3 separate regions of the Gossypium hirsutum genome follow, and regions 1 and 2 are each linked to region 3. A link is a contact called in public Hi-C data. All regions are on one chromosome and are shown on one strand. The core of a region is the stretch at or near the end of the contact, and the rest is flanking DNA. Distances in the headings are between cores, read along the strand shown. Region 1 holds the start of LOC121212422. Region 2 has its middle 14 kb from the start of LOC107919874. Region 3 holds the start of LOC107893947 (transcription factor TCP15).

Region 1 (4,786 bases), core at 838-3,337, 160 kb before region 3:
ATGAGTCGATTGAACACCAATTTAATTAGAAAAAGAATAAAATCTTATTAGTTTTACAAAATAACAAATATTACTATGAGGATATTTTTTTTTCTTATATATAACTCCATAAAAATCAATTTACACCAAAATGAAATTTGAAAAATGAATTATTAATTTATATATTTTAAAAAATGAGTGTATTATATAAAAAGAATCTTTTAGGAAACGTACAAGTAGTGATTGATCATCTGAGCAATGTTGCATGGGGCATGATGCGTTACGAAGCTTCCTAAATCTTGAATAATAACAAAAGACCTCTCTATTTGATTTTGTTTTTTATATGACTTTTTCTTTAAAGTAATTTATTCTTTATACTCTTTCTATTTCTCTCCACATTTTGGCTAACCATATCTTCCCCTTCTTTGCCTGCTTCCTTTTAAATTATCATTTTAACATAATTAAATAAAATATTTTAATAAATCATAATCTTATATTTTCGGAAAATGAATTAAAGCATAATTAAAAATCCTAGGATTTTTATTCAAAATTTTCTAAAAGTAACAACTGAAATTTCTATTTTCTTTTAAAAAAAATTATGCTATTATATTATTATATTAATTAATTTTTAATTTGATCCATTTATTGAGTTTGATTCTGAAATATCTACTCACATGATATCCAATTGCTTCGGTTGGTATATAATGCACTATACTCAACTTAAATCTTAATTTAATATTTATGACTATATATGGTTTTGATCCATGTCAAACTATTCATGTTTTGCTACATCATAACAAAAACCACATAATTAATTTATATGAGATTTAACATGTTTGTAAAATTCATGTTCACATTTCACACAAGAAATTTCGGAAATTGGTAGTAAAACCACTTATTTTTATAGGGAAACACATAATAATACAATTTTAAATATTATTCTCAAATTCATTACTGTAATTTTTAAAAATTACTATCACCTCTATAAATGTTGGATGTGTTTATTCTTACCCCATTTTAATTTAGTTTTTGCAAGCTTTCATTCTTTTAAAGACAAATAAATATTTAAATATAATTCTTTAAAAAATATTTAAACATAAAATACATATTTTTATTTTTTACCTTTTTAATAGTTATAGATACAAAAGTAGGATAATAAAATTTATATATAAAGTAGAGAAATACACCCCACTTAAAAAAAAAACACCAAGTGAATCAGTTCATAACTTATTGAATGGCTTGAGTTTTACCATCCTTTTTAACTTAAAAACTTAACCTACACTTGTTGCCTAGAAAAAAATTTCACTACTAAAACTCAATCATACAAGTAATTATTTAGCATGAACTTTTGCACTTTTGTGTTCAAGCAAGTCTTGTAATTGAATAAGCATATATTTCTGGAATAATATTAACCTAAAAATGAATGTATTATTTCTTAATTTTAGAATTTCAAGAATATTAATTTTTTATATGTGAATTATATATAATATTTATTCTTCGTATATGTCACGTCAATGTAGTGTACAAAAATCCACAGCTCCTTTTCTGTTTTATGTTTGAGCTTTTCCAGTATTCTTTCCCTTGGGAACCACGAATCATTAATCTAACGGTTCAAAATCAAGGGGGGTCAACTCATTTCACCCAATAGTAATCATTCATCTCTGTCTTGTATTAGCACCACTTTATACTATTATTTTGTTTTGCGTCAATTTCCGATTTTGATCCCTCTATTGTTATTTTTATAATAGTATTAATTAATTAATTCAAATACCTAACATTTAAGCATTTCAATTTCTTTTACTTGTACTCATCATGTTGACGTGTACGGGTGGGACAACAATAGGAGTGGTCCTCTCAAAATTTTTAAATTTTAGGACTTTTGAAGTTGTTATAAAATCTTTAAAAATTGAAAATTTTTACCCGTCCCCAAGATTTAATGCTAAGATTTGACAGATAAGTCTTTGGTATTACAAAGGATATTTTAAGAAAATATTCAATCCTATTTTAATCAAATTAGTTAACATATTAATTATTTTGGATTAAGTAACCTGATTTAAAAGGTAAAAGATCAAACAAGGGTGAATTAAATATGTTTTTTTTTTGCTGTTTTACAAAATTTATAAATTCAAAAAATAAATTTAAATTTTTATAATTTTATTCCAGGCTTTTTATACAGAATTCCTGACTTTTGCTCCTAACATCAAACTATGCCAAACTAAAATACGAAAACTAAATATTAAATTTAAGCATAGTGGAAGGACCAAAAACTAAAATTTTGACCATTTGGTTTTTGTGTATTAAAAAAATATTCTTTGCTTTCATTTTGACCGCAACTCCACTTTCCTTTCCTTCTCTATATAACCCTTTCCACCCTTCATTTCTCTCCTCATCCTCTTCTGTTTCTTAACCTCACGATTCCCTTCGTTGTTTCCTCAACTTTCAGTGTTTATTTATTATTATTTTTATTTTTTTGGTTTAGTGTGTTGCAATGGCCGAGGAGCCGACACCAAAGCGCCAAAGAGAAGAAACCCAGAGCTCAAACGAAGAACATGTTGAAGAAACAAAACGCCATAAGTCTTACAATCACATACTCTCTTTGCTTGAAGTCGAAGAGGATGAGCCCAGCCAAGACTTGTCCCCCCTAATCACCACTTTACAGCAACAGCTCTCCTCGGACTCCGTTTTGGATGCCCCTTTCCCTCTTTGTGAACCAGCAACACCATCGCCCTCGAACCCAGACAAGGAAACCGCCACCACCGTCCTCAGCTTAGAAGACTGCACATCAGCAACTTGTTCCTTGAAAGAAGATGATGATGATGATGATAAAGTGCAAGTCATAAGACATTTGCTTGAAGCCTCTGATGATGAGCTGGGGATTCCAAATAGAGAAGATGGCGATGGAGATGGTAGCGGTGGTGGTAGTGATGTTGGCTTTGAAGTTTTTGAGTTGGAAGAAGGTTTCAACAATGGCGGAAATGGGTTTGCATTGTGTGATGGGTTATGGGAACTTGAAGATGAGGCTGCTAATTACTATACTTTGTTACAGTCTGAACTCTTCATGTAGCTTCATGGCCGGAGAAACTACGAAGCAGAAAGAAATGGTAGGGGTAAAGAAGGGGAAAAACAGGGAGTGAGGTGGGGAATATGAAAAATGAAGGCGATTATTTTTTTGGGGATTAATTCATTTTGGAACCCTCCAACTTCTTTGAAAATATCAGGACTTTCCCTTTGTTTCTTTGTTCAATATTAAAATTAAATTGTTAAAAGGAGGAATATGCTTTATATTTTGTCCCATATTTCCTAATTATTTTATCCCTTTCCATTCTTGCTCTATACGTTTTTAAGTTGAAGGGTTGAAAATTAATTATTTTATTTTGGTAAAAAAAGAAAATTTCTTTTAAGGGATAAAATATAAAGGCAAACTGTGCTTACCCTAATAATCCGTAGTTTATTCGGTTCGATTCCAAATTTATTTTGGATTTAATGCGACTATCAAATGATAATATTTTGTACACATATTAACATGCAGGTGAAAACACGAGATTATCATAAAATCTTATTGTGAGAAAATTTAAAATTTTATTCAAAAAAATAAAGAAAGTGGAAATCAAAATATGTGCATGTATTTTTTTTCATATTTTATATTATATTATTTCACATAATTAATGATATTATTCATAAATCTAATAAGTTTAATTAATTAATTAGTTATTAAATTAATTTAATTAATTTATAATGGGTTATTAACTTCAAATAATTAATTTATAAGTTTATGATGTTTCAGATTCATGGTAGAATATTTAATTAGGGAATTTAATAGTTTATTAAAGTGATATATCTAATTTTACTCATTGAAGATTATTTTCTATATAATTATTAGATTTCTTAACCTGAAATTTAATCACATATGTTTTATAGAAAATTAATTTAATAAAGAAATTACTTTATAATTATAGATGTTATAAGTGAAAAGCTATTATAGAGGGTTTAAGATAAAATATAAAAATTTGATTCTTTTACACACATGATTGTTATAGCGAAATATTATTATAGTATATTATCAACAAAAAGAAAAAAAAATAACTCTTATTAATAAGCTAAAAAATAAGTGTTGAATTTTAATTTTTAAAATTTATTTGACATATTATTTAAAATTAAATACTAAGTAATTAGATTGTTTGATAAATAATAATATAATATTTTAAAAATAAAATAACAATTGAACATTTTCTCTATATAAGTGATAAGGGACATATCTAATTATCATTTTTTCAGAAAAATTTCATCTAATAGTTTTTATTGTAGATTGTCAAGCATGTTTAAAAAAATTACTAAAGATATTGAGGTAAATTATTTTTTTCAATAGTTGATCAAACAAGGGTTAAGTCTTTATTATAGGACTTAGATAAAATTAATTCATCTACTATTAAACGAAATTTATTTTGTTTTGTTTATAGAACTAAATTATTCTTTGAATCTATTTTACGGTCTACTAATCTTTTCAAGGTTAATGGTTGTTCCTTCTAGTAATATCGTCTCCAATATTCTAATTTAAGTCTTTCAATTAAAGTGCAATGTGTATTACCCTTACATTTAACACTTGTTGGTAAATGAATCTATATGGACTAAATTAAGAATTTGCCAAGTACTTTCGTCAAAGAGACTTTTTCATTTAAAAAATAATTAAGTCTTTTGAGAATTTTAAAATTGTATGTTCTAATCTTATCCGGTAATATTATTTTCTAAAATTTATTTTTAACTAAGTTTAGTTATATTTTTATTTTAAGTTTATTTATTTATAATTAAA
Region 2 (4,634 bases), core at 1,292-3,791, 220 kb before region 3:
GTGTGTAGGGGTGTAAATGAACAGAACGATCGATAAATCGTTCGTATAACGTTAGTTTATATTCGTTTATTAAGCTAAATAAATTAGTATAAACAAAATTTTTATATTCAGTTAATAAACGAACGAACACGAATAGAGGTGTGTTTGGTTCATTTATATTCACAATCAAACTCATTTATTGGTCGTTTATAAGCTTGTTTATTGACTCGCTTATTTATTAATGATATTTTCTTATTAAAATTCTATTAGTATATATTGATAAAATTATCTTAAAACTCGTTTATTGTTCCATTAGCATATATTAATAAAATTATCTTGATTTGTATTTTTTTTCATTTATAATATAATTATTTATATTTATATTTATATTTGACTATTTTAGATCTAAACAATATATGTGTATGTATTTATTGTCTGTTTGTTTGTTTATTATTTATTAACATTGTTCGTGAATATGTTCGATTAAGTTAAATGAACACGTTCGCGACCATTAAACAAACGAACATTAACAAAAAATTGAAATTTTTAATGAACATAAACTGAACACGAACAAGCTTAAAGTAAACAAACAAACATGAACAGAGATTTGTTCGTTCAAACTCGGTTCATTTATAGCCCTACTTGTGTGGTGAAAAAAATAAAAATATATGAAAAAATTATTTAATCAATTTTTTAAAAAATTAATTATTATAAAGTAGAGGAGAAATTCACTTACATTGATGTGAAATTAAAGTGGCTTTACACTCTTTTGTAACTTTTGTATAATTAATTTTTTAGCAATCTAACTATTTTATTTCATGCTTTATATTCATGTAGATTATACATGTTAAGTTTAATATAAATTAAGAAAAATCTAATGATTCGTTTTATGTAAAAAAGTTTTAACTATTTTTTTTTACAATTATATTTATAAGTTCAATAATTAAATTGTTAAAATATTAAAGGTAAACTACACCCAAGGTCACTCTAAAATAATATTTTTCCTATTTTGGTTACACTAATTTTTTTTTAAGTTACTCACTCTAATTAAGATAATTGTTCGAACTAGTCACCGTCGTTAAAAAATTTATTAATTCACTAATAGATTGCTGACATGGCACCCTAGCCAATTGAACGAACCATGACATGGGCACTTTTTTTAACTTTTGCCTAAAGTTTAAGGACTTATATGTAATTATTCCAATTTTTTTCTGTTCCTTCTGTAACCTGTCCACCATCAGGGAAACCAGTTGGTGGCGACAATGGCGGCACCAGCGAGGATCCTCCGCAAAGCGCCAATACCCGCCCATGAGGAAGGAAGCGACGCCGCTGAGTGATAATGAAAGGACGTCGATGGCGCTTGCACTGGTTTCTCTCAAATTAAAATACCATACCATTGACAATTCTTTTGTTTCTTCCATTTTTCAAATGCAAAACTTTGAATTTTCTGACACTTACTGATAACTAATATCTTTAATTTGTTTGGGCATGTATTAATTTCATTATAATTGCAATTGTTTTACTGCAATTATTAACTTGAAATTCGTTGATGCTGAAGGGAAAGAAGTATCTTCTTCTTCTTTGAACAATAGCTCTTAGTTTGGTAATTGTTTCTACCTTAGAAACTTTACATTGTACTTCTCTATCATCTTACCTGCAGCATTAATGATACCAATTATGATTCTGCAAGTAGCAACTCCCATATTGTTCAAATTGATACCTAATATGATGAATTTGGGTGTTCTTTTGCACTGGTTTCCCTCAGAGAGCAACTCAAATAATGAGATTTCTCGCTTTTCTCTATGATTCAGTTTGTATACATAATTACAGATGTTTCAACACATGGATGGATCATCATCATTAACTATCTAGCACATGGATGAATCTTTCCCGGTTGTTGAAACTTGAGTATTCACAATTAGTCTTTTTTAATTTTGGAAGTATATAGTTATTTAAATCCCACTCAAAATTTTGGAGGAGAAAGTTTCCATCAATGAAGCACTCAACAAGCATTGGGATCCGATATTTTGGCCTGTATGAAATGTGCCATCGAAGACGAGGTCGACATCCTCTTAGTGGCAGCACTCCCTTCCTCACGAGCAGGTATTGGCGCTTTGTCGAGGATCCTCACCACCAACTAGTTTCCAGATGGATAAGAAGGACAAGTTTCAGAGAGAGAAGGGAAAGAAATATATAGATATATATTTTTTGGCATAATTACATATAGGTCCCTAAGCTTTAATTAAAAATAAAAATGTACCATGTGTCACTATTAATTTGGCTAATGTGTTACGTGAGCAATCCATTAGTAAATTAACAGATTTTTTTAATGACAATAATTAGTTCAAATAATTATCTTAATTAGAATGATTAAATTGAGAAAAAAATTAGAATAATCAAAGGGACATGGAGTGTGATTTACCCTTGGGTGTAGTTTACTCAAATCTTAATTATATAAAAAAGTGGAACGGGAAAAAAGACCAAGGTCGACGGAAACTGTCAGCCTCATGCTATGAAAATCCCTCACTTTAAGAATAGGCCCATGGGTTCACCCATTGTTATAAAGCCTGCAACCTATTTTCACTGTTAATGGGCCCATTCAAGTGCAATAATGGCCCACTCACCCTCCTACCCTCTTATTACTATGAGTTTCTCGTCCAATGAAATTTTAAAAAGGAAAAGAAATTTACTATCAACGTATAAACTTTATTATATATTATCAAGTAATTTAAAATTTTATGGATGTAGCAAAAACTTTTGGAAAATTATTCGGTATAACGTTAGCAGAGTTTTTAAACTCTACAAAGTGCAGTTAAATATTGATAAATTTTTTATAGGAGTATAGTAAATTATTAAAAATATGTATTTTAAAAAAGAGACACATATTAATTTTTTAAGGCTATTTTTCAAATAAAAAATATACTACCAGTATACCAAATACTCACACAAAACTTCTAGGTATATATGTGTTTTCAACATCATTAAAACTACTTAAAAAATTATTAGTATCTTATACATTACCGATAAGAGTTAAAACACTCCACAAACGGGTCTAGATTGATGCAAAGTGTTTTTAGAGTGTATTAAAATAATAATAATAAAATAATTAAAAAAAACATTTGACATTTTCCTAAATCCGCTTGTAAAATTTTTTAACTCCACTAACAATAAATAAAATAATTACCTTAAAAAAACACTTAGTTGAGATTTATGCTCATATTCAAAAAAGTTTTATTTTATATTATAACATATATTTCTTTTCATTAATTTGTCCCTTTTAGGTGTAACGTTGATTTAATATTTGTATTTAGTAAGATGGTAAAATTCGAACATTTTATATAGTGATAAAAATGTAATAATATAATATAGAAAAAAAATCTTATATTTTATATTTATTTTTTAAGAATTTTTTTAAATATTTATTTGACTTAAAAAAATTTAAAAATATTAAAAATAAATAGTAAAAATTAAATTAAAAGGAAGCGAGATAGACTGAGGTAAAAATGAATACATGCAACATCCATGGAGATAGTAGTAATAATTTTTAAAATTATATATTCATAATGAAGGAGAAGTAGTGATGAAATATAGTATACCAATTATATAAATTTAACAATATTTACTTTTAAGTAAAAAAAAATAATGATTATTATAACAGAAACGTTTAAAAGATATAATGTTTATTAACAGACATATTGATTAGGAGTTTGAAGGGTTATGGTACTTATACTACCATGTTGGGACCATATTTTCATCATTAAACATTCACAATATAACAAATTCATGTAACTTAAGGCTTCACCTAATGATTGATTATTATATCTACAATGGAGAGGTTTTTGTAAAAAATAATTTTCTTCGCTATTATAATTATATTAAACTACCAATTAAATATTTTTTCAGTTTAAATGTCACAAATTAATTATCAAAGTTGTTAATATATGATTTCAGAAAATAAATAATTGGTTATGGGAGTCCAGATTAAGAATCTATCACATTTCTTTAATTTATATTTATGATTTTTAAACATTAAATTATTGATTTTTTTTTTAATAAAGCTTACATTTTGTAAAGATTCAACACACATCATCACCTCACGCAGGTAGAATTTCAGATTGATAAGCAAAGATTACACAGTTAGTTTGCAGCAACACTCATCCATCCCTCCATCACTTACCATGCATGCATTACTCTTATGGTTAAACATGACGACAACACATGGCTTCTCAGACAATATTAGAACAAGGATTTCTTCTTAAATTTGAAAACTAAATGGAAAAAGGAATAGCTTTGGGGGTGAATCCATTAATGGCAGCATTTATTCCATTTCATTTTTACCAACTGATGAAACCCTGTAATGCAAAAAAACCCCCAAGGGATTTTCTTTTATGTGTTGTTTTCTTTACAGCACCTGATTCTTACAATGGGAAAATTCTTGGTCCCCAGACAACAATATTAATGTCTTAATTTTCATTCATGTTCGTATATAATAGTCTGGACATGACTAAAAGTGCTAACAATAGTAACCCCCTGGAAAGGTTGTTTATATATAGTTGGCCTATCAACATCTAAAGTCAAAATATGTTTATAATATTTTATTTACATTAATCACATACATACATATATATTTATTAAAATGGATTTAATAATAAACC
Region 3 (5,018 bases), core at 1,931-4,430:
CACAAGTGGGTAAAAACAAAATAACATAAGGGTGAGAAAGAACAAGAAAGCCAAGCCAAACCCATGATGTAGACCAATCGAAAAAAGTAGTTAAGGTTTTGAGGGATACCTTCGCACAATTGCACATGCCCTAAATCTCCTTACACTCCAAACATTGTCTTTCGTTTTCCAAGCACATTTTATGTCCATATTTCGAGTAAAGCTATAATCAGTTCTAAAAAATTTTCATATTCAGAGTTCAGAGATGCCTTCTTTTATTGCTTAAAAATAAAATTTTATATTTTTATAATTTAATTTAAATATAATGTTTTTAAAATTTTTAATTTTATTTCAGATTGAGTGGAATAAAAAAAATATTCAAAATGAGTTGAGCCTATTGGACTGGACAAGCCACTCACCTTGTTGACAGGACAGCTAGTTGAGAGTAGATTTGTTTTAAGGGTTAGGCTAAAGTCATCTACAATATATAATATAATATTACTAGGTCCAAAATGTTTTATTATTTGACTATTAGTAGTTTTTGAGAATGGAAATCTTCATAGGTATGCTACCCAAATGAAAAAAAAAAAAAAAAGGGTTTCCCAATTTAGAAAACCTAGAGGAAAATCACCATTGTAATATATAACTTGCAGCAATGTTAACAAGACGAAGAAGAAGATGATGACTACCCAGTTCTTCTGTTGCAGTCAAAAGGGTTTAAAAGAGAGAATAAAAGAAAAAAGAGTTGACCCACAGCTTGTTGATGAAGGTGGTGACAGGTGAGAGTGGTACTGGTAGGGACATTAAATAATAAAACCAAACACTGAGTCTTTATATTATCACCACCAAGCTTTCCTTATATGAAGAAGAGGAGGAATGATCCTGTTTTATGGTTACTGATTGCTTACTGCTTTTAGTCACCCAATAGGGGCTCACATCTCCACCTGAGACACTACCTCCTCCTTAACCCTCCATCCCTTAAATGTTAATGCCACCAAATACAAGCACCACATATATGTGCCCCCCTTGGCAGCACTCTCAAATTATGCCCATTTAGGGAAAACCCATACCAATTAACTCCGATTGTTAATGCACTAAAACTCCACCACTTTAGTGAAGGATTTTCATCTAAGGAAGCATTATCATGTTATTAAGAGAGAGAAGAGAGAAATAATAATTACAATAATGGTCTAATTATGAATTTTATCCCTCTACTCTACTTTAATTTATCATAATCTAGTCCTCTTATTTTTATGAAAAAAAAAAGTTAGTCCAACTGAGTAATAATATTAAATATTATTAATCTAAGGACTAAATTAATATAAATCAATGGGTGAAATTCATGTGTGTATTAACGACTAGGCTAACTTCACAGTTTAATAAATGATAAGGATCAAATTCTAATAAATTAAAATAAAAGGATTAACTTATCAACTTCTTATAAAGTAGAAAGATGGAATTCAGAATTAGAGAATGAATTATGATGAATGAATGATGAGTTTGTTAAACCTAAGCTAATGAAATCTAGTCTTAATGTTGAAAATGTTTCAATTATTAACATTGATATGATTAAAACTGTTTAGTCACGCCCCCAGATATGCTTAATTAGTCCCAAAATATAATATTAAATCTTTCATATCAAACCCTATTTAAATTACTCACACTCAATTGCATTGCACATATATGTACTACTGAAAATGTAAGTGAAAAAGGAAGAATAAAGCATGATGAAAGCCATACACTTGTTTAACACTAGCTAGTTGAATCATGCCTATTTTCTCCACCGTGGTGTTAATGTGATCCACCGGCCGGGGGCTCGGAAACACCAATACCCGGAACTGATCTATAAGCGTTTAGTGACGCCAGCATGCTTAAATGAGTGTCGGTAACTGAGCCACCGCCGGCACCGATTCCGGAACCAAATTGTTGGGCCGGGAGGAGAGCCATTGGAGCGGCTAAATTCATAAAATGCACCCCACTAGACATAGTACCCCTATACATATTAGTGTTATTAGTTGAAGGAAATGTCCACATGGGATCCCCAGTGCCACTCCCACTGATGACTTGGTTGCCTATCCAAAATGTTGCCGGGATCGGATTATGACTCGTCGGAATCGAACCCGTATTAGATTGTATCAAGTAACTTCCCACCTGATTTTGTGGCGTTTCTTGCTGCTCAGGCCTCCTCCTCTTCCCTATACTAGTATCCGCGGCCTTGGCGTCCCGAATCTCTTGCTTAGCTTGCAAGAAAGCGTTCAAAGTAGTGCTACTAGTACCAGGAAAGGTCAATGAATCTTCAGATGCTAAAGCAACACCAGGAAATAAAACCCTTCGTTGTTGTTGTTGAGATGAATCGTCAAGGACATTCCTTTGATCCCATTCACTCCTCGTCCTCAATTGTTGTGTGGTAAAATTTGGATTGAAATAAGTGTTCCTCAAGTGTGAAGCCGACATGCTAGAACCTGAACTTCTTAGTGAAATATTAAGGGACGTGAAATTTGCAGGGATAGTACCTGTCCCCGTGGCAGCAATAACCGCGGGCTCAGCTTGTTGGAGCAACCACTCAATGGTTTCACCATCTGATTTGTGACCAAGCTCCCTTGTTAGCTGGAAAACCCTATCAGCACACGTAGCCGGCATGCGGATGCGACGGCCTCGTCCTTCCACTTTGGTGTGCCGGTCCTTGGTTGAAGTCCTCTTAGGTGGAGGTTTCTTGGAGGGAGGTTCCAAGGTTGGTTTGGAGCTGGTGTCGACGTCGGCAGGGTCGGAACGAGGTTGTTCCTTCTTTTCTAGGAGCTGAAGAGGGAAGTTCGGCCTGCGGATCCCATTTTCATCCATGATCATGTATGAGAGAGTGGGATTATATCTTTTTGGTGGTTTGGCTCTCCTAGTACATGATCTGAAGGTGACCCTCAATTCGGTGACTTTGATGGCCTAGTGGGTCTCTTTCTTTTTAGCTATATGATGTTGTGTTGTGTAGCTTGGAATTCCCTTTAGATGGGGAAGATTGAAGCTGCCGAGTTGGTTTTCTTATCTCTGCACAGACCAAAGAGAGAGAGGGGATAAGGGGAAGGGGGCAAGCTTTAAGCAACAAATACAATGAGTGAGAATTATGAGGGTGGGCTAAGAAAGAAAAGCAAAGACTTTTTTGGATGGGAAATAATTCGTTGAATTGAGGACCTCTTTGTAATTTTCCTTTTCTATATTGTGAAAATAAAATGAGATAACCCTAAATATAGAGAGAGATCATATAATTGTGGTTGGATAGTCCCTTGATTCAAACTCCACGTGCGGTGCTCTTTTATCATTCAATCCATAAAGACAGTGGTGGGGCCCTCGTTCCTTTACTCTGAAAAACTCAATCACTCGTTAAAAATATACAAATTATTTAGATATAATAAAGTGGTCCCCATTCCATTCTTGTAATCATTGCCTTCTGCCTTTGATCTTAATTTTAAAACAAAAGTTTACCTCTAAATAATTCCATTACTTGTAATACATCTATGATGCATGTGAACATGGTTTTATATCAAATCATCGATTAAGTTTGATTTTTCTTAATTGGAGAAATCTTAAAAACTCATTTCCTTAAAAAAAATTTCTTTCCAAGAGGAAAATCCGTTTATTGGGGATGAGAGTGAAGGATACTTGATGAAAAATCTTTCAGTAGATCTCTGAGTCAAGACCCAACACTTTTCAGGTCTCCATCTTTGAACATGTGAGCCATACAGTCTGCAATATTATATATATATATATGTGGTCCTTGAAAGTATTGTTTAAAAAGCTTATATACCCAAAATATGCCTTTTATTCCATTTTTCCATTAAAGGCTTTCATCTCTATCTATTTTGAAGTTTTGTAGGAGCAGGGGTACATTTCATAAGATCAATAGTCCTAAATCTTCCGACCAATTGAACGTTGTGCATGAGGAATGTGGTGTTGGATAAGGTGAAAGAATATAAACTTTTCTTTTATGCCAAATTTTGTTGGGACATAATAGTAAAAAGTTTGATGTTACTAAAGTAATGGAAAATCATTCGGATAACATAGATAAATATAATGTAATTATACATTGTTAATTAAACACGTCTAAAGAATTAGAATTCTTTGTAATTATAAGAGGATGAAATTACTAGTTTAGTAACTATAGCTTTATCCAATTATTTTGTGGTGTCCAAACACACTCTACCTAAAAAAAACTGGCTAAAAAAATTAACCTAAAACTTTTATTCAATAAATTATCATTTTAGTCCCTCTAGTATGTTCAAACTTTAAATTTAATCATTACACTTTAATTTGGCGTAGAAGAGGAGTTCGAGTCTTAATATCTAAAATCTCTTCTTCTTCTTTTCGAGCAGTCAATATATCTACTCATACTAGTGTAAAACTCAACTAATTTTACGTACTTATGTAAATTTTTGTACGATTATTATTTTTATAATTCAACTATAAGCTATTATTGATGAATAAAACAACTTGAATTATACCATATGTGTATATGTATACATATAGTACATAAGAAAGACCCACCAGCAAAGAGGAATGAGAGAGAAAGCATAGCACGTCTAACCCATGTGCCTAACAGGCCAAAGTGTAGCTTAAAAGGGAACAAAAATAAGCACATTGCCTAAAATATAGCGACTTCCAAAATCTATTTCAACAACCAACATACCTAACTATCTCATAATTCGATTTTCTTTTCCCCATCTTCTCTAATCATTTTTTTCCCTCTAAATCTCCACTAATCACCCTTCTTCCTCTTGATTATGACCCTTCCTTAATATGTCACCTTTCTTGCTTTAACTTTTTCATTTCTTTTTTGTTTTACTAAATCTTTGTGATTTTGAAGAAAAAAAAACCCAGTACATTGTCATTTCAAGTTCCCTACACCTTAACATGCATGTAACAAAACAATGGTGTGTGCGCAGACAGTGGCATTTGCCTCTTTGGATATATGGTTTAATTCTTTTTGTAGTCCTCTTAAATTTTAATTAGTTTTAGCTTTTATGTTAAATGAATAATTTTTAGCCTTCTTAGAT

What was found. Hi-C and Micro-C count contacts between places; a contact is called where the count stands out from the background.
Region 1: a contact with region 3 is called in a Hi-C map of leaf, with 1.9 times the contacts expected there. The contact joins the promoter of LOC121212422 here to the promoter of LOC107893947 in region 3. A contact is called at or near these places in 5 of 34 Hi-C or Micro-C datasets (callus, hypocotyl and leaf).
Region 2: a contact with region 3 is called in a Hi-C map of leaf, with 1.6 times the contacts expected there. The contact joins the enhancer-like site here to the promoter of LOC107893947 in region 3. A contact is called at or near these places in 2 of 34 Hi-C or Micro-C datasets (hypocotyl and leaf).

What each region holds. Positions count from the first base shown.
Region 1 is chrA13:19,646,984-19,651,769 of Gossypium_hirsutum_v2.1, forward strand. LOC121212422 reads left to right here and starts at 2,088. Exons shown (of 1, transcript XM_041085027.1): 1 at 2,088-3,261. The coding sequence starts at 2,468. The coding sequence ends at 3,043.
Region 2 is chrA13:19,588,445-19,593,078 of Gossypium_hirsutum_v2.1, forward strand. No RefSeq gene overlaps it. Among protein-coding and RNA genes, the nearest start is that of LOC107919874, 14 kb to the right of the region's middle. Within about 2 kb of position 2,542, at least 2 of the 9 cell types and tissues checked have an H3K27ac peak or open chromatin away from gene starts, as enhancers often do. A contact at or near this core is called in leaf, where this site is marked.
Region 3 is chrA13:19,808,319-19,813,336 of Gossypium_hirsutum_v2.1, forward strand. It overlaps LOC107893947 (transcription factor TCP15), which reads right to left and starts at 3,181. Exons shown (of 1, transcript XM_016819109.2): 1 at 1,599-3,181. The coding sequence starts at 2,823. The coding sequence ends at 1,771.